2 separate regions of the Mus musculus genome follow, and region 2 is linked to region 1. A link is a contact called in public Hi-C data. All regions are on one chromosome and are shown on one strand. Each heading gives the region's core, a stretch centred on a gene start, on an enhancer-like site or on the middle of the called end of the contact. The rest is flanking DNA. Distances are from core to core; before and after follow the strand shown. Region 1 overlaps Fbxl17 (F-box and leucine-rich repeat protein 17). Region 2 overlaps Fbxl17 (F-box and leucine-rich repeat protein 17).

Region 1 (6,693 bases), core at 2,872-5,371:
CTGGGTACACTGAAGACCAGCTGAGACATCCAGCATCATGGACTGAACTACTCATTCCTTGGTAGACAACCATTGTAGAACTAGATGGAGCACAGCCTGTAAGCCATTGTAATATAACACACACACACACACGTGTGTGTGTGTGTGTGTGTGTGTGTGTGTGTGTGTGTGTGTGTGTGTGTATGTATGTGTATATGTATGTATATAGGAAATACCAAAAAGATGGAGTGAATGTAGGAAGACATTACATCCTATGACGAAACCTGAAGAGTCACTCCAGCCTGCCTAGGGACTCAAGAAAAAGCAAAAGGCTTGTACATACTCAGTGACCTATGACCCTCTCACTATGCTCTGATGTCAAAGGTCCCACCATTCAGACAGTGCAACACAGAGGTGCAAGGCTCTCTAGCAGAGTAAACAATTAGTTATTTCACCCTTGTATAGGAATGCAAGCTTATACAGAAGCGTTGCTCAAAGCTTAGGAAATTGATCAGAATGGGTAAAGACATAAGGAAAAAAGTGAAAAGTAATCAATGTTTAAGTAGGGATGAAATCTGAAAAATCTTTACTGTGGAAAGCATCCCTTAGCATGAAGGAAATAAAGCAAGCTTCTTAATGGCTTGCCCACACCCCCGTCACAGAGAGCAGACGTTAAGGCAGTGACTGTCTCACCAGACACACAGGAAGATCACCCTCCCTTCCTCCTGCTCTCTACGATTTGCCAACCTGTAAAACAAAACTTCAATCTCAGGGTTTATGAAAAAAAATCCATAGATACCTTTTAAAAGTTTGTGAGGTATGTATACACTCTAAAAACCATGAAGCCATATATGACTGAGAATACATCATTGTACACACGGAGTCCTTACCAAGTCTCCACCAATGCATACATCTAATCAGTAAGAGGGGAGGTGAAAAGCAATTTTGGAAATATAAAAGAGTTCTGGAGTATTCTTATTAAAAAGGTGTTAAGATTCACTGTGTTTAGTCATTTCTACTTAGCAAAAAACTCATCTTTCATATTCTTATAAAGTGGCTTTCTTCTGTATTATCAATAAAAGTTAACACTGACCTTCCTCCTGGAAGGTTAAACTGCTGGCTTCTGTTTGAAAAGCAGGAGTGCCTTTTCTCAGAAGAAACGCTACACATCCGTGCTTCATGCCTCAAGCAATGAGAAAGAACACAGCGTCTCTGCGACCCTTCATTAGGAAGAGGATCCTGGCAACAGCGATGCTGCTTGTATAGGGTCTCTGCAGGAAAAAACTGTTTTCAAAGGTAACCTTGCCAAAGGCTATGTTCTGTCTTGGCAAAAAAGAAAAAAGAAAGCAAATTTTACTTATCTGCCAATTGGTTTGCTCTGCATGAGAAACAGGTGTTAAGGTAGGAAATGGGGCTGTGAGGGGAGTGAAATAAAACTTACCTAAAATAATTGTCATGTTACACACACACACACACACACACACACACACACACACGCACACCTCTGAAAGACAGTAAGCCTGCAGGGCCAACATATTTTTGCAAAATGCAAATTATGAAAAGTGGTTACAGGTTAAATGCTCTTTTGCAAAAATGACCATGGAGATTATAATCATTAATTAAAATCATGTAAATAATTTTCTGAAAGAACTCTCCCTTTTTATCTCACAGGTTTCAACCAGCCTAATGGTAAAAGGTTTGGTCTCAGAAGAGAGTCTCTAATTAAAACTAGAAATCTGGTATAATTAATAAGTGTCACTCTGCAATCTTAACCATTTAGTATAGGCATGGCAATCAAGCGCTGTCAGTTTACAAAAATGAAATAAAATAAACTCTCATAAGCAAATGAAACTTTCCTAGGGTCTAGTTCCCTTCCATACAGCAGGTGCCCAGAATGAACACAGCATCTCGCTACAGCAGGTAAACATCTCAATGCAGCTCAAGGTGAGGGAGTTGTGTTCATTTTTCTTTTATCCTTAGAGTTGCAAATTGACCCAAAAGTCAGCTTTTAGGGACTTAACTGTGCCCACACCTTGAATTATCTAAACTCCTTGATTCCTCATTTTTCCTGATTATTATCTTCACCCGGAGGTAAACCAGAACAAAACAGACAAGATGAAAGTCAAACATCAATTTCAAGTTTTGATTACCAGTCCTGTGCCCTGCCTCCCTCAGGTGGATGTCCAACTCTGAGACAGCTTTACAGCTAACAAGTTTAAGTTTAGCTCCATGCAACAGCCAAAGACCAAGAAGCGCCAGTCACTACAATACAGCAGCCCGACAGCCAGAGATGTTTATCCCCAACTCTGTCTCATGATTTCTAGGTATCTTCCTCTCCCTCGTTCACAAGCCCTGCCTGGCATCTACTTGCAGGCCATGGGTACCTAGCAGAAGATGAATTCACCCTAGACCCAAGAGTAGAGGGTGGAGTCTAGGTTTAGCCACCTAGCCTTCTCTAGTTACTCTGACCTACATCAAGGCTGAGTCTGTACAAAAATTGCCTAACAACAGATTCTCCATCTTGCTACAGATCATATGCTATACAGTGGAGAACCATTGCACTTGGTCACATCAGAGAATAAGGCCCATTCATCAAAGAGAATTGAGTAATGAAAAATCTCAGAGGGTGGAGCTGGAATTACAGAATGAAGGAAAATCTGAAACCTACTCAATTTCTGAGATTATTCACAAGAACCAGTTAAGTCCTTGACTGAATGAGTGTGAGTTGTTCTTGTTGCTTGTCATAGAGATAATTCAACTCAAAGTTAAGATATGAAAAGAGTTCAGTCAATTAAGAGTAGGCTTACAATGCACTGGGGTGGAGATAGACAGCCAATCTCCCTTCACGCATGGACCCAGGCTCACTGACTTGGAGGCAGCATACAGCCTTAGCTGATGACTTCTTCAGGGTCAACCATGGCTGCACAGAACGACCTGACTGGAGAGCTGGCCTGCAACAGTGAGGGAGCCACAAGAAACTAAGAGTAAGTCTATTTCACCAGGAAGAATATTCTAACAAGCAAAACTTGCTCCAAACTTCTGCCTGGTTGGATCCATGGTGTTAGTTACCTATGGAAAAAAAATGCCTAAAATAATCAGACCGAGGAGAAAAACATCCATTCTGTCTTTGTTGCAGGTTTGAGTCCACTCATGGCAAGGCACAAATATGCTGAACGGCTATGGTGGTGGCAAAGCATGATAGCCAGGGGGCAGTGAGAGTGATGGAGAGGGGCCAGACACAGATGTAGGATTGCAGGTCGGCTTCCCATGAACTAACTACTTCTTCCATCTCGACCCCTCCTCCTCACAGTGCCTGCAGTGTGGAGTAGCCACCGAGGCCATAGCGCCCTCACAATCAAGTAATCTTTTAATCTTAGCAAACATAACTTTAAACATAGCAATGGACAGCACTTCATCCTTTCACTTTTCATATTAAAGGAGATAATAATCACAATATAATATGCATAGTAACATAATAACATAATGTAACATGTATAATCTAGGTAACACATTTTTCAGGGTAAGATTTTTAACCAAAATTTGCTGTGATGCAATATTCTTTTAAGTAAACCTATTTTAAAATACTACAGATGGTAATTCACTTAACAGTAAGATGCTAGAAATATATGTTTTCTTGAATATAGGTGAGGGTGTGAATGGCTTGGATGAACCAGCCATTTATGCTTTCTATCTTCATCTCATCAGGACATTTCTTGCTCTAGTTGGCGGAGACATTCATATCAAAAAAAACCTGCAGACACCTATCAACTAAATCTTGTCGACTTCTTCCAGACATTCCTATGCCCTTGACATTCTGTCTGTGATTTTTACCACTGAGAATTCTTGGCCTCTTCTCTCTGGACTTGTAATCTAGTCTCTTCTCTGCCCTGTCTGGTATCTTTGTGAGCAGCTTCTGGCGTTCACAGCCCCACTCGAGGCTCTAAAGCAGCACACTGCTGTAGGCCCTATGGATATGCAGCACCTCACAAGCAGTCTGTACACTGTGCACTGGTCTTTCTGGTAGCAGGACCAAGTTTTGCTTAGGAACTGGAGTCTGAGACTGTTGGTCAGAACATGGTCCAAGAATGGAGGACTCCACCCCACCCCAACCGTCCAAAAAAATTAAGAATGACTGAGGTGACCACAATTTCCTCAAAACAACAAATTGTTCTTGGACTGTTTTCGTGTTCCTCCTAGATGTAGCGCACACAATTCACTGTTTTTATGACTCTATGGAAAAACATGTCTGTGCCTCGTGCAGCTTGTCCTTGTGATTGTATACAGCTTGAACTCAGGAGAACTTTACACAGGTGACCTTTTTAACCCTCAGAGAATAAATTATCAGAGGCTCTGACTAAAGTTGCCTATTGCAAGAGACTTTAGCATCCTCTGCCTCCAGAGCAGAGACACGTGCCTTGCAATTTTATTCCATGAGGGGTTTTGTACATCTGGAGTTTTCAAATACCTGACTGTATGTTGTAGGCTGTTAAGCAATAATACAAAACTATACTCTTTATCCATATGCTAAAATAACCAGTGAATTAACTCCCATCTCCCAAGTTTTGCTTTCTGTTTGTTTCCTTAGTGTAGAGAGACATTTAAAACAAACTTAAGAAGAAAGCTATTAAAATCAATTAAGCTTTAATGTAAAAGTCTTACCATCTACAACTACTCATCTAAGGCAAAGCGGGATTTTTTTTTAACTCTGCAATGTATAACCTGGAAAAAACTATAAGGAAAAAGCAAAGCAACCACAACAAGCACTTGTGAGAGCTGAGGCTCACAGTGCATCGCAACTGCTCTCTAGAGGACACGGCATAAACCTCCCACCACCACCAATAGTAATTAACGGTTATTGGTCCTTCCCATACTTCAGCGAGTTTGCCACTGCTTAAATGACATCTTTCTTGAATAAACTCTTGAGTAAATGCTACATACATTTTAACTTAAAGGACAAAAATCACAGCAACAGAAAGCTCATTTCCCTGTTTCCCGGTCTTGTTTTGTATGTGGTTCAGTTGGAGTGGGGTCTGCCTGGATCCCTTCTCCTCCAGCACCCTGCCCACTGCAGACCTGACTGTGAGCTTCTTGTTATGTGCACTGCAGACCTGACTGTGAGCTTCTTGTTATGTGCACTGCAGACCTGACTGTGAGCTTCTTGTTATGTGCACTGCAGACCTGACTGTGCTTCTCATTGTTATGTGCACCGCAGACCTGACTGTGAGTTTCTTGTTATGTGCACTGCAGACCTGACTGTGAGCTTCTTGTTATGTGCACTGCAGACCTGACTGTGAGCTTCTTGTTATGTGCACTGCAGACCTGACTGTGCTTCTCATTGTTATGTGCACCGCAGACCTGACTGTGAGTTTCTTGTTATGTGCACTGCAGACCTGACTGTGAGTTTCTTGTTATGTGCACCGCAGACCTGACTGTGAGTTTCTTGTTATGTGCACCGCAGACCTGACTGTGAGTTTCTTGTTATGTGCACTGCAGACCCGACTGTGTGTTTTTTGTTATGCGCACTGCAGACCTGACTGCACATTTCTTGTTGGTATGTGCCTCACTGCTATTTGTTTCATGTAAACCTCACTTATTCTCTGATACTTTGTGAAATATCCTTCTTGAGGACAGGATCAGGAATCGCGGCTCTGCCCATACCTTATACACAAACATGTACACATTCCCTCGGATCTAACAGGGATTAGCAGCGCGGGTCCTAGGAAACCATGCATTGCTAACAGAAGTCAATGAATTCTCTCCACGTGCAATTTGATTAAATGAATTTCTGTTCAACTGTGTTGTGGTCTATATATGAATTCTTCTGAATTTTTAATATGTTTTCTGTACAGTATAATGTAGTTTAAATGTATGGTTAGCAAAATAAAATACTTAGTTTAGCAAGAGTAAAAATAATTTACAACAACATATTTCCTTTTGTTAACTTAAACACCACACACCTCTGCCTTAAAAAACGGGACTAAACTCTTCTTCTGTTCATATTGTGACATTGGCTTTGCTTCTTTGTTGCCATCTGCTAGGCTGAGGAAAGTGTGGCTTCAGATGCTGTGGTTTTCAGTTCCATATGTTTTACATACTCAAATTGACTTGAATCTAATGTTAATTTCTGGTTTAAAATTACAGTAGATTTGTTGTGGTTAAAGATAAGACTAACTCTACAAAGCTTCCTCCAATTCATTTAGATCAATCTATGTCTGGAAGAACGAGTCTATTGTTTTTCTGATACTCCTTACTGAGGCAAGGAAAGGTGGATGTCCTGAGAGGAGTGAACAGTAGACCCCAGTAACTCAACAGTGAGCCTAACGTTACACGAGTGTACAACCTTTCTTTCTACTTCCAAGAGTCATTTACAGGTCTCATCAAATGAATTCCCCCAAAATATCTTCTCGATTATATCCCCACAGGATGAATACTCTCCAACAGGAACACACTGAAAATAGGGAGTAACTATTATTGTACGTACTGCTTGTAATTAGAATTGATCTTTTAAAGAATTTGACTATTCTTATTTTGCTATCAAGTATGAAGGAACTATGAACCCATATGCTGACTTTAGTATCATTTGTTCTATCTTCAAAATCCATAAAGACATAAGAAACCTTAAGTTCTTATTCAGAGAGACAGCCACAGAACTGGATAGGAACATTTCTAAACCACGGTGTCAGAAAAATAATATATTAACAGTTAAAACGTTGT
Region 2 (6,693 bases), core at 2,475-4,974, 140 kb after region 1:
TTATCCTTCTAGTCTAGTTTATCCTTCCCGGATAAACCGTTCAGTCAGAACGATGCTGAATAGACATCTTTAGTGTCTGGTTAAAAAAAAAAAGCAGGAGCAGGGGCAAGAACTCCAGCCCTGAACAGATGGTAGGTTAGAATAAAATGAATCTTAAAAACATACACATACTACACAAAGACACTAATACCAGTTATTACATGCTGTGACAGCTTTACAGAGTCTTCATTAAAGGACCTCAGAACTTATTATATGAATTAAGTTATCTTACAATATCTTTTCTAGAGAAAACAAATTTAGCACTGTCTCTTAAGAGTTATTCACCTAGGAGAGTTGGAATAGTAATTCAAGTACCCATGAGAACTAAACTGAGTGAAGGTTGGATCCATAGGGGAAAATCATACACATTTACTTAACACAAGTTCCATACACTATAATAACCTTTTAACAATATTTTAGTTTTTGAGAATTCTATATATGCATAAAATATACTTTGATCATATCAATATCCAACTCTTACATCCGATCCTAATGTTCCTCTCCCTCCCCACCGCCTCTCTCTGTCCTGACTCTAATTTGTGCTGTCAATATACTCATGGGGGCGGGATGCGTGCACTGGAGCGTGGTCAGCCTCTCTGCTTCGGTCTCTGCACCAGTATGGACTTTATATGGTGAGAACTAAATGGGCCACTACATTGCTACTAAATGTGGAAATTTAATGTTATCCATAGCTTTGTAACAAATGACATCCTTACGCATTAACAGAATCTGAATATCCTTAGAATGGAATCAAATCCTTCTGACTTCGTCTCACAGAAGCCTACTCTTATTATAAGGCAGTAACCCAGTAACCTAACTGAAAAAACTTCATGTCAATAAATGCTTACATTGAAGTGTGTGCGTGTGAGGGTATGTGTAATGTATCTATGTATTACATTATCTCCACGGATTCTGAAAATGAAAACATGGTTAACAGTTAACATTAAGTACACAGAAAACCGAAACCCAAATATGAATAATATTACTATCTAAATTATATGAATATAGAAAATGAAGAGCAGAGAGATTAACTGCTCAGATTTTCATGAACAAAGCCAACTAAGCCAGAATATAAGGCCAAATGTACACAAACCCCAAACTAGAATATATGCTGCCTACAGCAGGAACTATCAATTCGAACTGCAATTTACTTGCACACGCCTACCTATAATTTATCATGAACAGTGACTTAAAACATGCATATAACTCATAAAGCAATTCCAAGGACTTCCATCTTCTGAGCCTACACTGAGCTTCCACGGCTAAGGAGAGTGCCCAGAGCCAGGCTCCAGCAAACCGCCTACTCAGAGGGACAGCTCAGCCTTTCCTTGTGCCTTTGCATCCAGCCTCAGAATTTCCTTTATATGTTAAGATAATGTCGCTACGTTAACTTATTACAACAGTTTTTAAATGCTGCAATCTCACTTTTATTTTTAGGCAGCCTTGATCTTGGTTTAACATTCTATGAGTTGTTCTAAATAATCTTCCACTGGAAATATAAAATAGTAATTGCAGCCTAGAGAGATGGCTCAGTGGTTAGGAGTATTGGCTGCTTTTCCAGAGGACCCAGGTTCAACTCCCAGCATCTATATGTTGGTGAGTTAAGTATTAACTCCAGTATCAGGGTATCCCATGGCCTCTTCAAGTCCTCACAGCTACTGTATGCACATGATACACAGATATATACTCAGACAAACATGCATACATTCAAATTAAATCTCCCCAAAAATTTAATGAATAAATAAAATAGAAATCCTGAATGTCTTCGATCAATCAGCCTTATCATCACTAAAATAATCCAATCACCCAGAAGAATTAAGGTGAGCAATATTTCTGAAGTACCAATCAGTATCAAGAAATAATAAGCCCCTACCTACCCATTTTTCGGAATTAATCCTTACAACCACTATATGGGTTGTTGTAATATTATTGTTCCCATCTTATAAATATGGAAGTAGAGACAGGAGCTTACATCCTGATAAATATGCATCATTCAGGTAACAGAGTCTAAGTTTGAACTCAAACGCAGCTCTAAAGCCTACTCAGCTAGGGCCTGGAGCACCCTGCTCTGCTGCTCTCTGCAGACAGCACATACTTACTCCCTTTTCTTGGCTAACAGCAATCTCTCAGCATTCCTCTCTACTCGGGATCCCTGAAGCAAGAAAGATGGAGGATCTTGGTAGGAAAGGATTCGTGCACTACACATACAGAACGAGAGAGAGAGCACTATGCAGAGAGGAAAGCAGAACACTTCAGTCCTGCACTCAAACGTACGCACAAGAAATCGATGAGACCTGATACATCAGGTACAAAACTATCTTCCACGTGTGTTCCTGTCCCAGATGGTGAGGCAGCCATCTCAGGTGGGGAGAACTACTTAATTCTGTGCATGAAATGAAATGTTATATCAATCAGATGAATTTTCCCTAGGTCTCTTAACTTTTAATCCTTTAAATGTCCCAAATTTGAGATGACATAGTAATTTTTAAAACTTGCTTTCTACCATCTAAAAACTTTCAGGAGAAGCTATGCAATGACCTTGATGATCAGCATGCCGTTCATTACAGACTGATAAACATTTGGGAAAGTCCTCGCTGTGATGACTGATTGCGTTTCTCCTTGCTTCACTTACCTCAAACTAAATTGCCTGTCATTAAAATGATGACTTCTGTCAATGTGGCTTCCTAATCCTTCCCAGGTCCTTTCTAGCAATGACAACCTTAGAATAATATATTGTAAGTCTTTACGGATCAATAATGCTTAGAATAAAACACAGCCATCTACCACCAGGATTTTTCCCCCTACTTATAATCATCTTTGACAAGCTAAGTAGCAGTAAAATTTCTCACTAAGGAGGAAAAAAAAAAAGACATCTAACAAGCCGAATACAACACTGTAAACAGCACATGCCAATCTAAACAAGTTAAGAATTTTGAGTGAAGCTTAATGTTAGCAAAATGCTTTTATCCTGAAGTAGTTAATGACTAAGATGTCATTTGCAGACTGCTCAAGAAAAAAAAAATATTACTCAGAACCTCAGACATTTTGAAATGATTTATGGGATGTTATTTATGTAAAAAGACTTTTCTACAATGTCAGAAACAGAAAGCTTTCATTTACAAGCTCCACAAGCCAATGTGCATACCCTAGGATTTTTTTTTTTTCTGGCACAGGCAATTAGAAAAGACTTTTTTCTCATTTAATCCGTATTTAGATTGTACCTTAGACATATTTATGTAAGAATGTCATTATGCTTGCTTTAAAACACTACAATTTAGATATTTTCATTTAAATCAACATTACTAGACTAAATGCCACCAAGTGAATGAAGTCACCGAGACACCGAGTCCTTCACAATTGACTGTGCCTCTTCACTGAAAGAACAGCATTAAGCAGGACTTTCCTAAATCTGAGCATCTCATCCCTGGGGAAGCGAGACTCACCTGAAACTCTTGCCAGGACTAATTTACGGGGATCTCCTTCAGCTAGCAAGCAGCTCTCCAAAGTCTTCCCAAACCATCCCAAACACGGGATGAAAAAGAAATAATCTGTTTTTACTACTAGATACATGGGAAACAAAAACAAGACTTGGTTGGACTTATAGACTTAATTCCCACAGCCTTGTTAGTTTACACTCCAGTGGGGGAAGGGCAGCACTCTTGAGAGGCATCAGCACTGAAGACAGAGAGGAAACTGCACTGAAAAGAGGAAGAAAAAGTCTCAGTTGAAACAGGAGGGACCAAGTCCCCAGAAGAATGTCACTTAAAAAAATAATAATAGGGGTGAAGAGATGGCTCAGCAGTTAAGAGCACTGACTGCTCTTCCAGTGGTCCTGAGTTTAATTCCCAGCAACCACATGTTGGCTCACAACCACTGGTAATGAGATCTGACGCCCTCTTCTGGTGTGTCTGATGACAGCCACAGTGCACTCATAAATTAAATGAATAAATAAATCTTATATTTTTGGTTGTGACCCTAACCTTTAACGGCTGAGCCATTTCTCCAACCCAAATAAATAAATCTTTTTAAAAAAAAATAATAATCAATAATCTGTTAATAGTTTGGCCACTAAAAAAAAAAAGAGTATAAGTTCTGTTGGAGTTAGTTGTAAGAATTCATAATCAGCACAACGAAAGCTAAAGAAATCAAGAAAAAATTAATTCTTCTGCCCACAAACAAAAACAAGTCACCATGGGGCAAAAAACACAGCAGAGTACACCATAAAATTCTTTGGCAGCCTGGCAGTGGTAGTGCAGGCTTTAGTCCCAGCACTTGGAAGGCAGAGGCGGGAGGATCTCTTTGAGTTCAAGGCCAGCCTCGTCCACAGAGTTACAGCTCAGCCATACTGAGACCTTGTTTTGGGAGGGTGGGGAGACATCTGCAGCAATGTGTGACATCATCAGCCAGCATCTACTAATGCCTTAAAACTATGACAAAGGAAAAGGGAACAGTAGTGGGAGCCGAGAGGAACTGCTGAGTCACTCTGCCTCAGGTTCATAGGATTTGCAGACAGGAGCTGCTGGTGTGAGGGGGGCTGTGGACAGTCGGGAACTCAGAGTGGGCAGCACTGCAGTGGAGACAGAACATACAGAGGCACTGCTCTCACTTCAGGCTAACATACTCAGCCCTCCAAAACCACCAACGGCTACCACTTTAAATAAAATGTAAAATTAACTGAGGTTGCATATTTAAAGTGAATCCTGATTTTAAAACTTAATAATGAGAATAAAATGAAAGTTGCATAACATGCAACTCACTATTGATACCATTCATACTGGCAAAACCAGGAAACCATGAACATGACAGGTGGGGAGTTGGTGGAGAGGGGGTAGTGAGAGGTGGGGAGTTGGTGGAGAGAGGATAGTGAGAGGTGGGGAGTTGGTGGAGAGGGGGTAGTGAGAGGTGGGGAGTTGGTGGAGAGAGGATAGTGAGAGGTGGGGAGTTGGTGGAGAGGGGGTAGTGAGAGGTGGGGAGTTGGTGGAGAGGGGGTAGTGAGAGGTGGGGAGTTGGTGGAGAGAGGGTAGTGAGAGGTGGGGAGTTGGTGGAGAGGGGGTATTGAGAGGTGGGGAGTTGGTGGAGAGGGGGTAGTGAGAGGTGGGGAGTTGGTGGAGAGGGGGGTAGTGAGAGGGTGGAAGGGGTTGAAGGGAAGGGAGGAAAAGATTTAAATACAATTTTAAAATATAAAAATTATTAAAATTGTAGATGTTACTCAGGATGATAAGCTATTCTTAGCAGTTAACTTGACTACATATGAAATTAACTAAAACCCAACTGGCTGGGTAAACCTGTGGAGATTTTTTTCTTAATTAAATCATTGCAAGTGTGAAGACCCATTTTAATCTGGATCTTTGAGGTGGTAAAACCCACATGTAATCTGGCCTCATCTTCTACTGGCAGCCTGCATAAAGGCTATGGGAGAAGAGAATATTCCTTCCCCTTCCCTCCCCCCTCCCTGCTGTCCCTCACTCTTGCTAGCAAGTCCACCCCTTCACTGGCATTGGGGCATGGCATGCATGCTCAGAATGTCTGAATGCCTCCTCATGCTCAGAGAAGAAAACTCTTAGCACAATACGCAAACCCCTCCCACAGCCCGCACCTTCAGGCAGCGGTGTGTACCTGCCTCCTCCTCCTGCTCTGTAAACGCCTCTGGAGCTGCACAGCCTGCACCCTTGCTGTCCCTCCCCTGGGCTGTGTGTGTGTGAAAGCAGAATTCACAGACTCTTGTGTGAACTCCAGGAAGACTAGAGCTCTGTTATCACTGTCTCTCCTAAGCAGATGGACCTGCACCTAGCAGAACACATGCATCAAGACCTAGAAAATAAAGTTACCTTCACATTGTACCTTGTGGGCAACAGTATAACTGACCATCATAGACACACTGATGTACCAGTACTCCACAGTTAAGCTGATGTTTACAGATTCTGTCATCTTTCTTCACTAGCACGATAATCACAGAGATCAGTGGCATTTACTGGGCCTTTCCCATCCATCCCTGGGATTAATACTGTGTTTTGAGCATGCCCATCACCATCCTCAGTTATCCACGCGCCCTTATCACCTCATCACGCCCTAGCCAGTCCCATGGAGTCTCTCTCCTTCTGTGCCTGCTGCTCTTCCCCATCCCGAGGGACCACTGCTGTTGCTGATGTCTACCAGGCTGAACGAGTGAGAAGGCTTGTGCTTGTCTCTCCTTGCCTGGCCTGCTTTACATAAGATAATGTTCTCAAGTTACATCCACATTACTATTATTTTTTTGGCTCAGTAATATTCTTTTGTAGTTTACACTGATTTTAATTGGACTCTTCACTTGAAATTTATTGAAAACCTTTTACCAAAATATGTGTTTTTAACTAATTAGTTAAAAAATTGATCTAAAAATGAAAAGGTATTTTCAAACATGGAAGAAAAGCAAAATCGCATTCCTGAAAGAAATTTTGGAATAGTTCCATTTTCTTGGTTATTTATCTAGTTTAATGTTCTTCTTTAAACACACAACTTTTTAGAGAATAGGGGTCAATATAATATATAATACAAAATCTATAGGCAATATAATACAGCCAATAACTTCAGATATATCTCCAACAGAAGGTCTTATTATCAAAGTCCCCTGCTAGGAATGGTGGCAGTCCACACACAGCATATTCATAGACAGGC

Evidence for each region. A called contact is a pair of places that touch in the nucleus more often than the background predicts.
Region 2: a contact with region 1 is called in a Hi-C map of the HPC-7 cell line, with 1.5 times the contacts expected there. The contact joins two enhancer-like sites. A contact is called at or near these places in 2 of 15 datasets of contacts at CTCF or cohesin (large pre-B cells and pro-B cells), 3 of 484 Hi-C or Micro-C datasets (the HPC-7 cell line, the N1E-115 cell line and uterus) and 1 of 115 datasets of contacts at active chromatin or transcription factors (large pre-B cells).

What each region holds. Positions count from the first base shown.
Region 1 is chr17:63,275,175-63,281,867 of GRCm38.p6, forward strand. All of the region lies in intron 6 of Fbxl17 (F-box and leucine-rich repeat protein 17), which reads right to left. It overlaps Gm41607, which reads right to left. Exons shown (of 1, transcript XM_017317745.2): 1 at 1-6,693. Among named protein-coding and RNA genes, the nearest start is that of Gm41607, 19 kb to the right of the region's middle. Within about 2 kb of position 4,122, at least 9 of the 459 cell types and tissues checked have an H3K27ac peak or open chromatin away from gene starts, as enhancers often do. A contact at or near this core is called in the HPC-7 cell line, where this site is marked.
Region 2 is chr17:63,418,362-63,425,054 of GRCm38.p6, forward strand. All of the region lies in intron 4 of Fbxl17 (F-box and leucine-rich repeat protein 17), which reads right to left. Among named protein-coding and RNA genes, the nearest start is that of Fbxl17, 79 kb to the right of the region's middle. Within about 2 kb of position 3,725, at least 17 of the 459 cell types and tissues checked have an H3K27ac peak or open chromatin away from gene starts, as enhancers often do. A contact at or near this core is called in the HPC-7 cell line, where this site is marked.